Regions from separate parts of the Mus musculus genome. Here region 2 is linked to region 1. A link is a contact called in public HiChIP or PLAC-seq data. All regions are on one chromosome and are shown on one strand. The core of a region is the stretch at or near the end of the contact, and the rest is flanking DNA. Distances in the headings are between cores, read along the strand shown.

Region 1 (4,581 bases), core at 784-3,283:
TTACTACCTTTGTTAGCTCTCTGTTCCTATGACAAAATGCCTAAGGCTAGGTACTTTGTAAAGAAAGGAGATGGATTTAGTTTGCCTCAACTCTTCAGCTTCTGACTAGTCAGATAGATGAGCTCCAGGTTTAAGACCCTGCCTCAGAAAATAATGAAGAGACAGATTACTGAATATACCGAGAGTCAAGCTCTGTTCTCCACATATGTGTACACACGTGCCCTTGCACACACACTCGTTCCCAGGTATGACTATATGCATATGGACTTCGAATGAAAACCGTTCAAAGTCATCCTGCATTTCATAGGGAGGGTGTGGCCAGCCTGGATTAGGGACTGTGTGTCAAAAACCAAAACCAATAAACAAAACCCTAAATACACAGAGGAGGATCTCTGTCATGAAGCCCAGTGTGAAGAGGAAGGAGTGAGCAGAGCTGTTACTGCTCAGACGTGGCTCTGAGCCACAGTGTCCCCAGGTCCCAGCGCTGGGAGCTTGGGTCCCAGTGTATTCAAGAGAGAATTGGAGGAGTCTGTTAAAAGGCAGAAAGAAAGTCACTGAAGGATTCTCCTCAGAGGTGATTAGTACAGCCTTCCCAGAGTCTCTTAAGAGTCACTATTATTAAAAGGAAAATTGAACTTTCGGGTAGGGACCGGAGGGGGGTGGGGGGTGTAATCTCTACTCTTGAAAGACGAGGCAGGAGGATCATCATGAGTTCAGAACCAGACTAAGGGGCTGTGTAGAGAGTTCTGAGCCTCCCCTGTTTGTTGTCATTGTTTAACTCTGGAAGTCTCAGTCTCTTTCTTGTTTGTTGCCCAATAAAATACTTTCTGTTTTGCAGATTCTCGCAACCATGGAAAGGCTAGAGAAAGTAAACAGCTTTCAGGAATTTGTTCAGATATTCAGCCAGTTTGGAAACGAAATGGTGGAGTTTGCACATCTAACGGGAGACCGACAAAATGTACGTACTTATCACTTTGAGATGTCTTCACATACACTCAGACCTTTTACTTTGGGTAGAAATGTGATCTTTTTAATCAATGAACTGACTTCTTCATTCACTACATCCATGTCCTTGTTCCTAAGAACACATGGCATTGTTCCATTTGCATTGGTTATAATATGTTAGGTATTTAATATGCATGATTGATTTGAATATTCAATGCACCCCTGCATGTTGGGTGTTGCTATTGGTGGTTTTTAATGTAAGAAAACCAAACCTGGGGTGAATTTCTAAGGTCACTCTGCCATTGGACTGATTTCGGTTAAGCCTATCCCTGAAGCCTGTCAGTCTTCAACCATAACTTGATGTCTGTTTTTGGGGACCTACTCCCCAATTCAGACCAACACTTCTAAGTCTGAGGAGTGGACAACCACAGCATGTCTGGAATAGGGTTTTCCCAGCTGGGGTGTTTGCTTATGAATCCATCAGGTCTGACCTGTGGTACTGAGATGCCTCTGGGAGCTTTCCTGGTTGTAGCTACAGTTGGGAGATGGACATGGGCCTGGAAAATGTCAGGCTGGGGACTACTAATTGTCTCTAAAAAAGCTGAATATAGATGGCTGAGTGGGTAAGGGCGCTTGTCTGATTTGAATCCACAGGGTCCACATGGTGGAAGGAAATGACTGACGCCTGCAAGTTGCCCTTTGATCCCCACATGGGTGCTACGGCACTCATGTATACCCATGCCTGAGCAGACATGGATACACGTTTGACTTACACACATACTCACATGTGCAGTTGTGCACAAAATCAACAAAGAATTGTAATGCAAAGTTTTAAAAGCCACCTGTGTGGCACCTTGTCTGTGCTCTGTTCTGAAGCCATTGCTCTTTTACACTCGGCTTCATTTCCTTTTCATCCTCTCTCTTCGCCCCCTCCACTCTTCCCTATAAACATTATTAGTATAAAGTATTTTTATGACAGTTTATCATCTAACATTTCCTGGATCACTTGGGCGAGTGTGGTGTGACTCAGATTCCAAAGCCCATGTAGCTCATTTTGACTGTTTCCTGCTGGCCACATAACTGGTAAACTTCCACTGTTATTTTGATTTGTAGTTAGAAATCTGGTATGGAGCCAGCATGGTGGCTCACTACTGTAATCCTAGCTCTTGGGATTCTTCTTCTAATTCTTCTTCTTATTATTCCTCCTCCTCCTCATCTTCCTCCTCCTTGCTATGTAGACCAGGCTGGCCTTGAACTCACAAAGATCTGCCTGCCTCTGCCTCCCAAGTGGTTGGAAGATGTGGGCCACCACTGCCCTGCTCAACACTTAAGATTTTAAGATAGGAGGGTTGCTACCAGTTTAAAGTCAAACTAAGCAACTTCCAGGGTAGTCCGTGCTACATTGTAAGACCCTACCTCAAAGATCAAAAAAGAAAATAGAATTGGTCTGGAGAATATTGGTATAGGAATATTTATTTCTACCAAGGCTAGATCGAATCTTTTAAAACTTGTGGACTTTGGCTGGAGACTAGCCCTGGCTGGCCTGGAACTGACCGTGTAGACCAGGCTGTCTTCAAACTCCTAGAGATCCTTTTGCTTCTGCTTCCCCAGTGCCGGGATTGAAGGCATGCACCACCACACCGGCAGAAGTCCCTGTTAAATGTCACCTATCAGATAGAGGGCAGTAGGCAGTTTCCCACGGAGGGGTTTGCTAACTGCTTTGCCCGGGTCAAAGTCTTAGTGTTTGCATCAAGAGTTCAAGCCCTTTCTCTCTTTTCTTTTCTTTTCTTTTCTTTTCTTTTCTTTTCTTTTCTTTTCTTTTCTTTTCTTTCCTTTCCTTTCCTTTCCTTTCCTTTCCTTTCCTTTCCTTTTCCTTTTCCTTTCTTTCTTTCTTTCTTTCTTTCTTTCTTTTTTTTTTTTTTTTTTTTGGTTTTTTGAGACAGGGTTTCTCTGTATAGCCCTGGCTGTCCTGGAACTCACTTTGTAGACCAGGCTGGCCTCGATCTCAGAAATCAACCTGCCTCTGCCTCCTGAGTGCTGGGATTAAAGGCGTGCACCATCACTGCCTGGCTAAGCCCTTTCTTTCTTAATTTGGCCAGAATATGCTGAACATAGCCATCGCATTATCCAGCTTCTTTCCTCATACCCAGCAGATTCTCATAACTTAGTCACTGGACACTGGGGATTTAACAGTACATACAAAGCCTCTGTCCCCAGAACCTCTGTTTTAGAGGGTGTGGGAGGAGACAGACAGTAACACAGACACATGGACTGCAGGTCAGTGACCTCAGAGAGTGAAGCTGGGGGTGAAGAGTGTGACTGTCTTCACCAAAGCACAGACAGGTCAGGAACCATTCTCAGATCCTTTCTGAACGGTGTGACTGGTGTGACTGGTGTGACTGGTGCGACTGGTGTGACTGGGCCTTCTGAACATTATTATTGATGAGTGAATGGCTTTTCAAAAGATCAAGTTGCTTGCATGTTCTTAGACTACCCAGTGATGTGATTTCATCTCTAGGATTTGAAAGATGAGAAGAAAAAGGCCAGAATGGCTGTGGCGAGGGCTGTGCTTGAAAAGGGTACGATGATGCTCCTTACAGCCTCAAAGGTAAGAGCCTTTGGTGTCGCCCACATCAGTCAGTGGTAAGAAATGGTTGGGCAAACGCATCCAATGTGGGAGCTTTCCAGTTCTGTTTCATCTGTTCTTTTTCTTTTTCTGCTAAGCATGTACCCGACCAGAGAGCCTCACCCCAGCCCTCTTTGGTATTTTTGAAGAGATGAAAACAGTAACTTAAAGCCGGGCGTGGTGGCGCACGCCTTTAATCCCAGCACTCGGGAGGCAGAGGCAGGTGGATTTCTGAGTTCGAAGCCAGCCTGGTCTAAGCAGAAGAGAGTGGATGGAGTACTGTGAACAGAGCTGCCTGGCACAGCCACTCTCTGCAAGCTTGGCAGGCCGCATAATCTAGTGAGAGCCGGGCAAGGCATGCTTGGTTAAACAGAAGCGGTGGAGTGTGCGGCATGCAGCCTCCATTGATTCCTCCCATGAATGCACGGCCTCTCCTTTCTGTTTCTACTTTTATAAAATGATGGGCCAGGAGTGCGTGTTTCCAGCAATTGGTACATTTCAGGGACGATCTGGTAAATGGCTCCACGTGAGTTTGTAGAGAATTGCTTTTTCTTCTGCAAGTATTTACTGATGTGCTGGGATTAGCGAAGCCACAACAGCAGAGGCAGAACGTTCTCTTTGGATCTAGAACCTAGATTACGTCTTTCTTTACAGCCTGTTTTAAAAGTGAAAGATGCAGCCACTGTCATCTGGTACCTCATCCAGTTTCCCCCACTCCTTTCTGGTTCTTGCTGGTGTGAGACAGCTTGTATAAGACAGTTTGGATCTTGATAACGGCGTCGGGTTTTTCCATCCCTGTAATTAAGATGACCGTACTGTTGATGTTTGAAGATGCAACTTTACTCTCTGGTCACTCACCTAACTTTTCTGTCACTTTTACTCATCCTGCTTCCACACTAGTGAGGAGAGGCGGCTGGGGGAGCCAGGGGCCCAGGAAACTTGGGTAAAAAAAACATTTTTATTAGCCTAGCATGTTCTCTGTACAATTTTTAATGTGTTGTGGTACAAGT
Region 2 (4,046 bases), core at 303-2,802, 350 kb before region 1:
AGAACAATTAAGTGAAGTTTGTTGAGGGGTAGGGGGCAGGATGGATGGCTCTCAAACGTGTAGCGGTACTTTTAGTTTCCTCCCGGGGTCCCATGGGACTTAAATATGTTCTGATGCTTGTGTAGATTCTCTTATTGCTGTGTTCATGGTTGGCCCTCTCCCCCTCCCCTCTGCACGCCTTTATCCTTAAAAATTACCATTTGGGGGGGGTGCAGTAAATTGCCTCTTCATCCTCCCAAGGCAACAAAGAGGAGGCATCAGGGAAAAATGGGTGAGACTTAGTCCAGACCCCGGCTTTGCCCTCAGCCAGTTTGTTTATGTTGGAAAGCACTGGTGACTGGTGGGACTAGATGAACTCACAGTTAGATTTCAGGGAAACAAAATTTAACCTTAACCAAGTCTGAAGGGCTGACACAGAGAAACACCCGGTCTGTGACTTGTCCCCAAGGGGTTGGTTGTCTCAGTCCTTATCACTGTGGAATTACAAAGATAAATATTACCACCCTCCTGGTTCTTACCTGTCATCCTAGAGTAGACCTAGAAAAGACAGCCAAGTTCCTTGTGACCTCAGCCTGAGCAATCAAACCTCGAAGACTGATGATAGCTAACGTCGATTTCTTGATAGCTCTCGTACCACCGGAGCAACCACAGGATTGTGTGCTAAGCCATATTTTGTAAAGTTATCTTTAGTCGATCAGCAATATGTTTTCCTGTAAATTTGGAATGTTTTCTCATCCTGACTTGTTGTCGGAACTCTACTGAAAAACAACCTGATCAATATAAAAGCGTTCAAGCTATGCAACACTGTTCTTGTCTGTCAACATTTTTATTTGTGTGTCTGGTTTGTACCCCGCCTCCTATCAACTCGATGCTGTCCGCCCACCTCACCCTCCCTCTGGTTGATTTCTCGTGCAGTGTTTGGCCTTAGCACTCACTTTGGGGGACCAGTTTTAGATCAGAATTGGATTCTACTGTGAAGGCAGTAGTTTGCACAAAGCCCTATCCTTCATCCTACGCGGTTGCTGAGTGACTCAGTGATCAACAGGGTTCCAGGTCCTCAGAATGCAGCTCCTACCTTGACTTCCAGACACATTCAGGTGCTTGATAGCATAGCAGGAAGGGGAAGAGAAAAGCAAGACCTGTGTCCTTAGTCCCAGGGCCATATCTTATTCAAGGGGGTAGTTTTTATGCCAAGAAACCATATGCTGGGGCTAGGGAATGTAAGCTCCGTTGCTAGGGTGCTTGCAGAGCATGCGCGAAGCCCTGGGTCAGACCAGGAAGTCAAAACAGAAGGATCCGGAGGTCAGTGTCTCTACATTACAAGTTCAAGGGCAGCTGAGACTACCTGCCAGGAGGCCCTGGTGAGATGGCTCAGTGAGTACTGTACTGGCACTTGCTGTTGAGCCTGAGGCCTCAAGCCCAGACCAAATGTTAGAATCTCAATGCTCAGGAGGCAGGGGTAAACAAATCTATGAATTCAACGCCAACCTGGTCTACATGGTAAATTCAAAAAAAAGAAGAAGAAGGTGGGGGGTGGGGGAGGACAGTATGCATAACTAAATTTCACATGATCTCATTCTGAGAAAGAATTTGAGGAACAATGAGCCCTTTGGCCCCATGTAGTCTCTTCTTCTCATGAGAACAACATAAACTAAATGTCATCATGCCATATTGCTAAAAGAAAATTACTTAGTGATTTTTTTTTCAGGCTTCTTTTGATGTGTGTGGATTTCTTTTTCCAAGACACGGTTTCTCTGTGTACCAGTCCTGGCTGTCTTGGGACTTGCTTAATAGACTAGGTTGGCCTCAGATTCACAGAGATCCATGTACCTCTGCTTCTCGAGTGCTGGGATTAAAGGCGGTATGTGTGGATTTTAGTTGTTTGCTTTTTAGGCTCCGATGACTTAAAAGCTAATAAGTTCTCACATAATTTCTTTTTTTTTTTAAAGATTTATTATTTATTATATGTAAGTACACTGTAGCTGTCTTCAGACACTCCAGAAGAGGGAGTCAGATCTCGTTACGGATGGTTGTGAGCCACCATGTGGTTGCTGGGATTTGAACTCCGGACCTTCGGAAGAGCAGTCGGGTGCTCTTACCTGCTGAGCCATCTCACCAGCCCCTCACATAATTTCTAAGTAGCACTGAAGTAGACACAGGAAGCAGCCATCCACTATATGGGAGGGCAAGAGGGTAGCCTGGTCTGCCACTGTCCCACGACCTCACAGGAGCAGCTGAGCTCTCTCTGGCCGTGGCCAGTCCCTTGAATAGCACCTGACAGTCCAATTCTGCCCTCTGGAAAGATTCCTGTCCTTCTTCCATGGTCACACTCAAAAGTGAGACATCCAAAGAGTGGCCTTGGACCCACATAGCTCTTCTAGCTTGCCTACTCTTGAGGAAGACTTGGAGGTTCCTCCAACTACTTTCATAGTTCTGGGAGATAAGGCTTTGGAATTATTCATAGCCAAAGATCTGGTCTTGACTTCAACCCTGAGATGAAAGGTCCTTTATCTGTGCCTCTTCAATTTGAAGATGGTGGCCTCCTGAAAACTTGGATTGACAGGCTGCTCCCAGAGCTAGCTTGGGAGCTGCAAAAGTCACACATTTCGACTGGAAAGCCTTACTTGTTCCCTGGTCTGGTGTCTTCCCATTTCAAGGCCATTCCTATTGATTAGCTGCACTTGGGAGGGCAAAAGACTTTTCAGGGCTTGAAGATGTTAATCAGCTCCAAGTGCAGGCTACCAACTGCCAACTCCAGACAGAGCAGAGTATGAATCCTTCCTGTCTCTGACTGGCTTTCGTTCATCTCATTTCATAGGACCAACTGCCAACTCCAGACAGAGCAGAGTATGAATCCTTCCTGTCTCTGACTGGCTTTCGTTCATCTCATTTCATAGGACCTTAGGGAAAGTGACAAGGACCAACATTCACACTTCTGTCTCCTGCCACCACTGCCTCTGATGCTGTGGTCTTAGGTGGCCTATCTTCCACAGTAGTGCAGAAACCAATTTTGTCTTATGTGTACTTTTGCCGTTGCTGCCCCAGTGAGCCCATGAGGCTCCTGGCACATTGTAGATGTGATTTATAATGTAGTTTTACATATCCAATTCTGCATCCAAAAACCAAAGCAAAGGTGGCTGGAGTGATGTAGTTTATACTTCTTACAAACATGAGCAGCCTGGAGCCCACTAGTGATAGACAGTGGCTACTCTTCTGTCTGTATATAGCCTCCATCACATGGCCCTGTCACAGTTTTAAATGGCCCCGCTAGTGCCAACCATTATAGCCACATTCTGGCCAAAAGAAAATAGGAGGAAAGGGGGGCAGAGCATGGGCTTTCCTTTCTCTTTAAGCTGAGTCTGCACATTCTGCAGCAAGGGGTTAGGAATTCTGCATGATATTCTCGACAGCCAAAGTTCAGGGTTATTTTATTTCTATTTTTAATGGTGTGTCTGTGCCCGTGTGCTTTGGGACACGCAAGTGCAGTTACCCTTGAAGGCTAAAAAGAAAGTGTCAGGTAACTGGAATTAGAAATAGGAACCACCTAAGTATGGTGTTGGGAACCAAACTAGGGTCCTCTGAAAGAACAGCAAGTACTCTTAATGCTGAACCGTCTAGACAGCTGAGCTAGCCCTAAGATTCAGTTCTGCTTTATAGAGGATGGGGGAGTGATTATGTAGGCACAATTGATAACCTCCCCTGGAAACACCAGTCTTTTGGTTTGGTTTGGTTTGGTTTGGTTTGGGGTATTTTGGTTTTTTTGTTTTTTTTTTTTTCAAGACAGGGTTTCTCTGTATAGCCCTGGCTGTCCTGGAACTCACTCTGTAGACCAGGCTGGCCTCCAACTCAGAAATCCACCTGCCTCTGCCTCCCAAGTGCTGGGATTAAAGGCGTGTGCCACCACTGCCCGGCGAAACACCAGTCCCCCCATACAAACTTACAAGCGTCAAAACACCCACCCTCCATACAAACTTACAAGCCTCAGCCTTCATTTCTGACCACTGCCAATTCCTGGCTACTCGAAGCCTTCCAAACCAGAGGACAAG

What was found. HiChIP or PLAC-seq counts read pairs in DNA pulled down with a chosen protein or histone mark.
Region 2: a contact with region 1 is called in an HNF4G HiChIP or PLAC-seq map of pancreatic cancer cells. The contact joins two enhancer-like sites. A contact is called at or near these places in 2 of 115 datasets of contacts at active chromatin or transcription factors (embryonic stem cells and pancreatic cancer cells) and 1 of 9 other capture datasets (embryonic stem cells).

What each region holds. Positions count from the first base shown.
Region 1 is chr4:56,837,938-56,842,518 of GRCm38.p6, reverse strand. It overlaps Ctnnal1 (catenin (cadherin associated protein), alpha-like 1), which reads left to right. Exons shown (of 19, transcript NM_018761.3): 4 at 839-958; 5 at 3,464-3,553. Among named protein-coding and RNA genes, the nearest start is that of Ctnnal1, 25 kb to the left of the region's middle. Within about 2 kb of position 2,033, at least 24 of the 459 cell types and tissues checked have an H3K27ac peak or open chromatin away from gene starts, as enhancers often do. A contact at or near this core is called in pancreatic cancer cells, where this site is marked.
Region 2 is chr4:57,187,602-57,191,647 of GRCm38.p6, reverse strand. It overlaps Ptpn3 (protein tyrosine phosphatase, non-receptor type 3), which reads left to right. Exons shown (of 26, transcript NM_001384115.1): 26 at 1-802. Among named protein-coding and RNA genes, the nearest start is that of Gm12530, 18 kb to the right of the region's middle. Within about 2 kb of position 1,552, at least 9 of the 459 cell types and tissues checked have an H3K27ac peak or open chromatin away from gene starts, as enhancers often do. A contact at or near this core is called in pancreatic cancer cells, where this site is marked.